Regions from separate parts of the Mus musculus genome. Here all the other regions are linked to region 2. Evidence: chromatin contacts called from public Hi-C and HiChIP or PLAC-seq data. All regions are on one chromosome and are shown on one strand. Each heading gives the region's core, a stretch centred on a gene start, on an enhancer-like site or on the middle of the called end of the contact. The rest is flanking DNA. Distances are from core to core; before and after follow the strand shown. Region 1 overlaps Gm36569 (a long non-coding RNA gene). Region 2 has its middle 170 kb from the start of Gm36569. Region 3 overlaps Gask1b (golgi associated kinase 1B).

The links. Hi-C and Micro-C count contacts between places; a contact is called where the count stands out from the background. HiChIP or PLAC-seq counts read pairs in DNA pulled down with a chosen protein or histone mark.
Region 1: a contact with region 2 is called in a Hi-C map of bone marrow-derived macrophages, with 33 read pairs. The contact joins two enhancer-like sites. A contact is called at or near these places in 6 of 39 promoter capture datasets (embryonic stem cells, frontonasal cranial neural crest and neural stem cells), 8 of 15 datasets of contacts at CTCF or cohesin (the NIH/3T3 cell line, embryonic stem cells, hippocampal excitatory neurons and 2 more), 157 of 484 Hi-C or Micro-C datasets (3T3-L1-derived adipocytes, 8-cell embryo, the AML12 cell line and 78 more), 19 of 115 datasets of contacts at active chromatin or transcription factors (the HPC-7 cell line, SST interneurons, VIP interneurons and 12 more) and 1 of 9 other capture datasets (adipose tissue).
Region 3: an H3K27ac HiChIP or PLAC-seq map of trophoblast stem cells shows a contact between it and region 2, with 7 times the contacts expected there. The contact joins two enhancer-like sites. A contact is called at or near these places in 1 of 15 datasets of contacts at CTCF or cohesin (the NIH/3T3 cell line), 9 of 484 Hi-C or Micro-C datasets (the 3T3-L1 cell line, the G1E-ER4 cell line, the HPC-7 cell line and 5 more) and 4 of 115 datasets of contacts at active chromatin or transcription factors (the HPC-7 cell line, extraembryonic endoderm stem cells, heart atrium and 1 more).

Annotation. Positions count from the first base shown.
Region 1 is chr3:79,862,851-79,866,339 of GRCm38.p6, forward strand. Gm36569 (a long non-coding RNA gene) reads right to left here. Exons shown (of 3, transcript XR_375740.1): 2 at 1-68. Among named protein-coding and RNA genes, the nearest start is that of Gm40073, 12 kb to the left of the region's middle. Within about 2 kb of position 2,116, at least 23 of the 459 cell types and tissues checked have an H3K27ac peak or open chromatin away from gene starts, as enhancers often do. A contact at or near this core is called in adipose tissue and bone marrow-derived macrophages, where this site is marked.
Region 2 is chr3:80,051,432-80,054,713 of GRCm38.p6, forward strand. No RefSeq gene overlaps it. Among named protein-coding and RNA genes, the nearest start is that of Gm36569, 170 kb to the left of the region's middle. Within about 2 kb of position 1,645, at least 48 of the 459 cell types and tissues checked have an H3K27ac peak or open chromatin away from gene starts, as enhancers often do. A contact at or near this core is called in the G1E-ER4 cell line, the HPC-7 cell line, adipose tissue and 3 more, where this site is marked.
Region 3 is chr3:79,905,784-79,909,095 of GRCm38.p6, forward strand. It overlaps Gask1b (golgi associated kinase 1B), which reads left to right. Exons shown (of 4, transcript NM_133187.3): 2 at 2,806-3,020. Among named protein-coding and RNA genes, the nearest start is that of Gm36569, 21 kb to the left of the region's middle. Within about 2 kb of position 1,723, at least 56 of the 459 cell types and tissues checked have an H3K27ac peak or open chromatin away from gene starts, as enhancers often do. A contact at or near this core is called in the G1E-ER4 cell line, the HPC-7 cell line, heart atrium and 1 more, where this site is marked.

The sequences.
Region 1 (3,489 bases), core at 866-3,365, 190 kb before region 2:
GTGATACATATACCACAGGTGTAGGTTTAAAGAGCTCCTGTTTTCTGTACCCATTCAGTCATACGATACTGAAAAAGAGTTTAAAAAGTTATTCCTCAAGGATTTCACATACATATACAACGTATTTTGATCAAACCCACCTCTTACCTTCCCACCCTTAACTCCCCGGGAACACCTCCCCTTATTCCCCTTGCAACCTCGTGTCATCTTCCTTCTTTCCTTTCTCCTCTTTTTCTTGAGACATTGTGTTCAATTAGTGCTGCCCAGTGTGCATGGGATTCGAATATCTAATGGATCATGAGAGACCTCAGATTGCCAATATATACTATAGTAGTGGGTGGGTTCTCTTAGAGCCCTGTCTCATCTCCGAGGAAATACTGGCAGGCTTGATTGTATGCAGGTCTAGTGCATGTAGACCTGTCTGTTCATGAGTGCAACTTTCCTGTTGTGTGAAGAACTCCTTATGTCACGGCAGTTCTCCCTCTCACTTCTGGCTCTAAATATATATCTACTCTATTTTATAACGCTCCTAACCCTTGTCAGGGTCAGGCCAGGGTGTGACACAGATGTCTTATTTAGGGTTGACTACTCTACAGGCACTTCTTCTTTTTACTTTCTCCAGTTTTGAGTCTCTCTGTTAATTGATGCCCATTGCAAAAAGAGACTCTCTGATGAGGCTGAGAGCTGTTTTAATCTAAGGGCACAAGGCTAAGGATTTATAAGATCATCTGATATTCTGCCTATTTAGCAGAATAATAGTAACAGGTTCTCTCTATAACCTCCCCAGTGATGGGGTTTTGGCAAGTTTTGCAGTAGAGATTTTCATTCATTCCTCTGGGACAGGCCTTAGTCTGATCAGAAAGTGTCTGGTTATCCCAATACTATTCATGGCACTATCACTCCAGTAAGCATCTCTTGCCAGGCTGGTTGTTACTGTAGCTCTCAGGGTTCACAGCAGTGCAAAATTGTTGGTGACTTTTCTCCCTCAGCAGCCTGCATCGCATCTTTCAGCACTGAAAACTCTAGTCAATCATAAGCCTCCAGGTCAGTACCAATTTGTTTCACCACAAGCTGTGACGAAAGTGTGTGAAGTCTCCAGCAATAGAGACTTACCACCAAGTTCTTGTGGGCTACTAAGAACAATGGCAATAGCCTGCTTTTGTTATTATTTTTGTTTGTTTCTTGCTTTTTGGTTTTTCGTATGTCTGGAACCCTCCTGATCATCTGGAAGATGGGATATTCCACATCTGGCCACTGGACTTTTTGTTTGAGAGAGTTATTTTAATTGCCCACTAGAGTTCTGCAGTTGGTGGCTTAGAGGATTTACTTGAAAAAATGCAGGACACAAGGACACGGATGTTGCCTCCCACTGGAGACCTCTGACACCTCTTTTGATCATGCCTGCATTTCTTCTTCCACCTACTTCCGGGGCTTCTTCTGATGGATTAGTCTGTCTTTGAAATCTTGAGATTTATGACACAGTTGTCTGCACCTCCACCCTCTGTCAGAGCTGAGAATCAGCTGCTACCCCAGCCCCTGTTGGTCCACATCCTTGAATTTAATCTGTTTATTCTTTATAATCTATAATGCAATCTCCAGTCCAAGTCTAAATTATTTTCATAACTACTTTGGGCACAGCAACAACCATAAATTCTCCTTCCCACTTGGCAGCCTTGAATTTTCATAGCTGGATATTTGCTGGGACTTTTAAGTTATTCTAAATGCCCGAGTCAGCGAGTGGTACAGCCCAGCATGGATGGAGAACACGCAGCAATCCCCTCATTGATCAAAATCAATCAGTGCTTTGAAATGGGAAATAGTATAGATATTTACACTACAGAAATCAGAATAGACTTGGCAAATGGCCATTTTTCCTTTGGATCCTAGCTCTGGTGGAGAACTAATTTACAGAGGCCCAAGTGCCAGATTGGTAAAAGCCCTGCATGGCATTTCTCTGGACAGATACTGGCTAGCAGGAGGGGTGGGCCTGGCATGGTGGGTAATGACTAGTCTCCAGACTTTAAAATGTCTAAAGCTAAGCTCTGAACACTGCTCCTAAACCTCCCCACTTCTGTGTAAGTGCCCTCCTAGTTAATGACCACAGCAAGGAACGTTGCCCAAGTCGTTAACAGGAACTGTGCGTTCAGTTCCTCATCTGTGGACTTGGCGTGTCGTGCTACTGGGGGAGGGAGGGAATTGTGCTTTGGAATCGAGCTTGGCACAATACTAGTTTTTTGAAATACCCTGTGCACGTTGAAGTCATTGTTCAGACTAAGCTCTCTACCCTTGACCTCCTCTCCTCCTACCTTGACTTTTAAGCTATGTCAGTCACCATGTGTCTTAGCTTTATCAATTTTATGGTGACCTCCCTGGGACAAGCTCTTATGTGAGTCTGAATTATTTTCTTGGCACAAAGTTGTTTTCTAGCTTTCATTATCGACTCCTTTACAGTCTGCTTTTATTTGTTTGTAATATTATTATTATTTTTTAGTTAGAGTCTTCTTATGTAGTTCCAGGTGGCCTTTAACTCCTGGTCTTCACATCCCTGCCACTGAAAGCCATACTCCAATGCTGGTTTATTTTTTTTTTAAATGATGATCCCCATCAGGCATGCAAGCATGGTTCTTCTAGGGCAAGGAACAGGTTTGTCAAAACAAGAATAGGGGAGAAAGCAAGGCTAGGCCTGGGGAAGGCCATGGAGCTGGGCAAGGATGGCATAGGCAGTATAGATAACTAGGAGCCAGGGAGAGGGAGAGCAGTTTATTCTGTCTGAATTACAAAAAGTACAACATGAACTCCCAGTCACTTGGAAATGAGCCCAGGATGAAGAAAATGGGAAACACAACTCCATCAAGGGCTCTACAGGTAAGACTGATAACTTTGAATACTAGTGAGTCAAAAAAAAAATGGGCTCTATAGTCTGACTTTGTCATAGCAGTATTCAGTGTTAGGAAGCCTGGACATATTTTGACAGAAATGACATTTCCAAACTTGGTGGTATGTGGAGATGACGGCATTGATAGTATTGACCTGACTTTCCTAGGCTGTGCTATTGGAAAGTCTTGAGACTGGATAGATACGGTTAGGATACAGGAGAGAGATTTGGTGGGGATGGAGTGAGGTGGTGATGGGTAGCATTTTGAGACAGTCTAGCTGTCCTAGAACCCACTGTTTAGCCTAGGCTGACTTTAAAAATCACAACAGTTGTCAGTGCTGAGATTATGGACGTGATTCACAATGTCTGGGATTCTCTCTCTCTCCTCATCTTCCCTCTTCCCCTTTGATAGGACCATGATTGCAAACTAAACAAACATAATTTTAAAAAGAAGTTATTTTGCTTACTCACTTTAAAATATCACTAACAGAAAGATACTGCAAGATAAACCACTCACCAGGACCCTGACTCCCATCCTTACCGCCTCACTGCTGCCCTTTCTGCTTCACTGGTCTGCTTACTGGCCCCATTCCAGCCCCGATGGTGACCTGGCT
Region 2 (3,282 bases), core at 395-2,894:
GAGGTTTTTACAAAATATAACCACTCTTACGATTATAAAGATGAAATGTGATGCTATTACATTTTAAAGATTATTATGAGTGAACCCTCTTCCCTCTTATATTTTAAATGAAGATCCACGATATGGCCCACTTCAGTCTCCTGGCCCTCTGTCTTAGCCTCCTGAGTGCTGGATTACAGTGCATCCTCATTCCTGTCCAGGAAACTTCCTGAATCTTATCCTACTACTGGACCACAGATACCCAGGGCTGTGGTTCTACGATGTGTTCTCTTCTTACTCAAAGTTCTCTCCTACCTTTCATCTTTCTTGTCCTACCTATTATCCTTCTGGGTCAATTTATCTTTTAACATCATGGCAACTGTTGTTAGAAGTGACACAGATCTTCAATCCAAGTATATAACCAGTGTGCCACCCCCCTCCTTTCTTGGCATATCTTCATTTGACTTTCACCCCATCAGAGTCTAAGGCAGGCTGTAATTAATTTTGCAAAGAGTTCTCTCTCTCTCTCTCTCTCTCTCTCTCTCTCTCTCTCTCTCTCTCTCTCTCTCTCTCTCTCCCTCTGTGCACACATGTGTTACTGTGATTACATGTTTGAGGCTTGGCTATTCTATTTAAGAATGCCACAGATCACGACATTCATGGGTGTGACACTGGCATCAATTCAGCACAAGTACATTGACTACTAGAGGATTCTAGAGGCAAGTGAGGGTCACGTTGCTATGCTATCTCATGCTGTCCAATTCTCCAGCGTCATTCAGCCAGCACCAACCTTGGCATCCTGGCAGTGTTTCAGAATGCTTGCTTCCTCAGAAGTTCAACGCTGTACACTGAACACTGTGTTTGCTTCCCAGTTATAGAAAACACTTGCAGCTTTGCTAATGTTTCCTGTGGGTTTTTTTTTTTGTGTGTGTGACTATTTTCTTATGGTTATTCTAATACTATGTATTATTCTATTTAAGATTTTTCCAGATGTCGATGAATAACAAAATAACATTTTGTTATTTCTGTATAGACTTAAGAACCAATTTGTAAATTTCCTGAGAAATTCTGGTAACTCTATGATGAGTAAATTAAATTTCAGCAGCATGGTTTTTTGTTTGTTTTGTTTTGCTTTTTGGTTTGTTCTCCTTAGAAAGTTTCCTTCTTGAGGTTTGGTGAACATCCCAGACGCCTGATTGTTTGTTCTCTATAATCCCACAGGGACTTTTAAAGCCACTCTCATGTCTCTTCCCCATTATTTTACTTTCTTAAAAATTTAAGAGTTAGTTTTTAATGAACACATAAAAAGATAGAAACTATATGTATTACTGTAGTATACTTTGATACTTCAATTTAAGTATACATTGCATGTTTAAGTCAGGTTACACACATCTTTCCAAATATTTACCATTTCTATATGATGATAACATTCAAAATCTCATTTCTAGCTTGGAAAAGTCAACCATATGTTAATGAGTGTTATGCATAGATACATGCCACACTAGAACTTTTTATTCTTTCTTTCCTTTTTTTTCCCCTGGGGGAGGAAGTTACTTGTCTAGGATGGAATACTGTCCTTGTGTTCATGTGGTCAGCATGCTATCTACTGCTGAGGCTGAGTCACATCCCCAGGGGTTGCTGCTATCTAACTGCAGCTCAGAAGGCCCTGATTAGCCTTCCTCCTATCTCCCGTCCCCTCCCCCTCCGCTCTCCCCAGCAGCTGGCCTTGAGTCCTCTCCTCTTCTCACAGCTACATTCTCTAAGCTACAAAAGATTGCCCATAACTTCCGAAGGGTAGCATGATTTTCAGAAGTTTCTGAGAAAGAGTCTTAGTGTTTTCACACTGGTGCAAGATTCAGCATTGATTCTAGTGAAAACCAGGAACCCTATTGTTTCTAGCATATAAATGACCAGATAAAGAGCCAGAATTTAAGGCAAAAATAAAAGACACCAGTCTTTGCTCTTTACCACAGGAAGATCCAACTGCAGCAAATGCTGTCTGTTATTCTACATACTATTAGAGAAATTCACAAAGCAATAATGAAGCTTAGAAATCATTTTCATATGACTTCGTAAGCTGTTGACTCAAGAAACAAATCTTTTATTTCAAAAGGGTAAGAGGCTCTTGCTTTTGGTGCCAAGTAGAGTGACCATGACCTTGGAACATAGATTTAGATCACTGCATATTACACATTCCAGTGTGGCACTGGTTTTATGACATTTGTATGGTAGCATAATAAAGTTATAAATCAAGATGTCATTGATTAGGGATCTCGGCTTAGGCCTCAGATACTATCTGCAGATATCCTTAGCTTTTGAATTGCTTGAGGATTGTTAGTGCATTCCAAAAGGTTTCACCTGATAGTCACAAGAATGTAAAGTCAGATATAGAAGTAGACAAGGAGTGGCTATCATTGGGGCTGAAGATAGATGACCCGGGGTAAATTGTAAGGTCTTTAACTTGCAACATTCTATCCTGTCCATAATCAATGAAGTTCTAATCAGTTTATCAGTTTTGTAAGGTGCAGCTTCTTTGTAGCTTTCCTTAACAAACAAACAGGAGGAGGTCTTGCCTGGATGCTATTATCTGGAACCTAGATGAGGGTCAAGGACTATCTGGTTACAGCCTGTGTTGAAGCAGGTGATGTGCTCTGTCCTGAATGGCAATGCTCCCATTATCCAGTAACTCCTTTTGTACAAACAGAACAGGTGGTAAGTCCCAGCCCAACTGCAGATTATGCTTTCTTCTGACCATCTCTCTCTCAGAGATACTGACCTCACAAGCATCATGCATTCATGTTCCTGGGTCACCTTATTTGCATTTCAACCTAAGTGAAACACTGAGACATACAAAAGCACCTGTACCAGGGGCCTGGCTGGTCCCATCAACTAGACTGCTAACATGAGCTGACTTGTCACTTAATGCTATGCCTTGTGTTTTTCTTACTATTATGAATGGTTTCACAGACTATCAATACATGACCAGCCCATGACCAAATGAAATCAAGACAGAAACAGCCCAATTGCATTCATGTTTGAACATGGATAAAATATAAATAAAATATCAAGCATTCTCCTCTCCTGGTAAACAGAAGTGCCTTGGTCTTTGTACCTGTGGACTTTCATCAAGATAAGCAGAGGGGCAGCCCTGCTTCCTGACAACTTATGATCCAGACCAAAAAATATGTTGTCTTTCCTAGAATCACCTAACATGATTCTCAGTGTCTTAGTTAGGGTTTGTTAGAGTCACAGAAATTATGGCTCTCACTCTCCCTCCCTCCCTCCCTCCCTCCCTCCCTCCCT
Region 3 (3,312 bases), core at 473-2,972, 150 kb before region 2:
TTTTTCCTTTGTGTAATTTTTGCTTCTTTATCCTGTGAAAACTTTATGCTTCCTGAGAGCAAAAAGTTGGCACCTACTTGTTTACAATTTAGCTTTAGGCTCCAAAACACTACCTGGCATATAGCAGTTGCTCAGTAAGCAACAATGGTTGGGTAAAGGCTTATGTTTTATAAGACTGTTGGAGGTGCATGTGTAGAAACAGCTGCTATAAAAATCATCCTTAATTATGCATTTATGCTAAACACTAGGATGAGGGGTTTTATTTATTTGCTTTATTTTTTTCTTGCATTTTTATACGGCAACATAAAAATTTTACCTATTAGTTACAGGCATACACCGTATAATGTACAAATGAGGGTAAACCTATCTAACATGCTGGTCTTACAACAGTGGGGTGGCTACAGGTAACAATTATATGTTAAATATGCTCAAAAACCTTGAGGAAGGGAAGTCTGAATGTTTGCACCAGGTAGAGGTGATAAAAGTTTGAGAAAGAAATTTTTCTTTATACACAGTCCTATTTAATAATCGTGGAGTCTGTTTATGAAGATACATGATCAGCCCTGTGACATGGAGGAGGAAGAGGCAGGCAGGACTTGTCACTTGTTTAATGTCACTAGACAAGGAAGTCAGATTAGAGAGCAAGAGGTCTGTTGGGTCCCATAGTCTAAGTCTCAGTCATGAGTTAACCATGTTCTCTTCCTAAAAATTTGAAGCTATTTATTTATTCAAGTGAGAGTGAAGAGGGCAGGAAAACCTGAGAAAACAAAACAACCATTTGCCGTGGACAGCAGACAATTGGGTTTTTCTTCTCATATGTTCTCATGCAGAGTGTTCTTCATTGCCTAAAATGAGGAGACTTCTTTTTATTTAATTTTATAGTAAGGCATGGATGCTCTTAAATATGTGGAGAGAAGCAAGAAGATTTCTCTGACTTCTGTAGATCACTTCTTGCTCCTCCTGGCCATTGGGTTGTACAGGAAACAGCTTCCTGCCTGTTCTTGTAGTGACTGTCCTGTGGACATGCAGTATCAGGCTTTAGTTACCTTTGAACACTTCCTCGCTCTGAGATGAGAAGTGCTGTTGGTGAGTGGCCGTGTCCAGGATACTGGCTCACAGCCTCTCACAGTTCAGTTGTCCCATGTGCTTGTCTCAGAAAGTTGCATGATATTTTCTATTCATATTTGACCACACTGGCCCAGCTCATCTTCCTCATATGATAGACAGATCGTACACAAGTTTATTCTTTCTCTTTCTCCTTTTTAAAATCAGCACAGTATTTGGGATATACAAGATTGTCTAGCTCTTCTGTTTTAGAATTGAATTAGGTCTCAGGAGCCTCAACCACTTAGTAAAGAAATGAGGAGGAGGAGGAAAGAAACAGTAACTGATGATCTTTTGGGTCAGCTTGCGGGTCTTTCTTTCTCTTAACTGTGTGTCATTGACTGTGATGTACCTACTGTGTATAAAGCAAAGACCTTCCAAATGCTCTACCCGACACTATCAATGAGACGTCGGAGGAGTTTCCTTCGAGACAGGCTGGAGTGGGGGGCAATTAGAATGGTTGAATTAATGTGTTTAAACCGTTGGTGTGCCACCAACTTCCGAATGGGTCCAGCAGCTGTTTCCTGCAGATAAGAGCACTACAAGATTCAAGCAAGGGGGGTTGAGTTTCTAGCTAGGTGAGGAAAGTTGTAGATTTCAAACATCCCAGGCTGTTTCAAAGGGCTTTCCGAAATTCCTGGCATGTCTGGACACTCCCATCAGAATTCCTGAGGGCTCTTCTGTTCAGGCTTGTTCAGAATGAGTTAAGGGGGCTGCCTTCCTAGATGCTTGTAATTGAGTTGTTTTCTTCAAGAGCACTGTGCTGACTTTTGAATCATAAGTAACCCTGGCCATAACCATCTCTGGGACTTTGCTTGGATGAAATGGGGGCTTGCAAATGACAGTTCTGGTTTTAAGCCTGAACTGTTGTTCAATAGACTCCATCGAGGTCTTTCCTGTTGATGAGGATTCCACAGGGATGTATTATACTTTATTCAGCTGAGCAGTGAAATGGCGTTTCTATCCAGTGACTGAGATTTAAACAACTTTAGTGACATTTAAAAAAAATATCATCTATGCACATGCAGTTGAAGAAGTGACATTTGCTTAAAGACACCTTGTGAGGCTATGTGTGAATGTGTGACCACCTTCCCAAGAGCACTGCTGTGCTCACACTCTTCTATCAGAAGAGAAAAACAGAAACCAAAGCAGTCTTTTTCCTGCTTTCCTTCTTTGGTGACTCCAGAAATTGATGCGAAGCATCCATTTTCTCTTTTGAATCTGGGACTTCTAAAAATTCTCCCCACCCCTGGCATGCTGATGTAGCCTCAGAAAATCAGACAGCTGTTATTACAAACAGAGACCGCTCTGCTCAGACCTTGAATAGACAATTATAAATGTCTGGATTCTTTCCTTTCTTGTGGCGGCTGCTTTTTTAGATGTGGAGTAAAACCACACTAAACCAGAGGATGCTTGAGTAGTAGTTAGGAGCCTGTTCTTGCCACATCCATAAATCTTGTTAAATTTTCTTTTACTGTCTACAGTAACTTTCCACTTCATAAGACTTATAACTGACCAGGAGTGTCATTTATATAAAAGTCTTAAAACTTGTGAAGACACAGGGACCTTGGAATTTGGTTACAAAATGTCCCACGCCCGACAGGTGAGAGAGGACGTGAATTAGTGAGTGATCTGCCCAAGGACATTTGCTATTCAATGCAGCAGCATGCTGAGTGAACTATTTGCTTTCTGATTCTGTAGATGGCCGACCTCGCCCTATCATTCTCTGGGACTCATCTCTAGCATCTGCAAGCAATGATAGCCATTCCTCTGTTAAGATCACCTGGGGAACTTATCAGCGGTTGCTAAAACAGAAGTGCTGGCTGAATGGCCGGGTTCCCAGACCTGAGTGGGACTGCACTGAAATCCATCACCACGAGTGGTCCAAGATGGCTCTCTTTGATTTTTTGTTACAGGTAAGTTTATCCAATCTCCTGTGGCTTCCTAAGACTTGTTGTAAGGCCTCAAAGGAAACTTCAGCATCTGGAGTGTCTACAAGGTTGTAGTTTTAAGTTACCATATTGCTAAATTGTTATTGGGAGAGAATTTAGAACTGAAAAGTCTTAGAACATATATAAAAACATCCTCCTTTTTTGTTAGTATGTGTGTTTGACTGGAAAGAAGGAAACAGACAGGAGTGGAAACAGAATCCTCCGAGGTTATAAGTCCAGTCTAATGTACATGACCCTCTGTTTCAAAAACAAAACA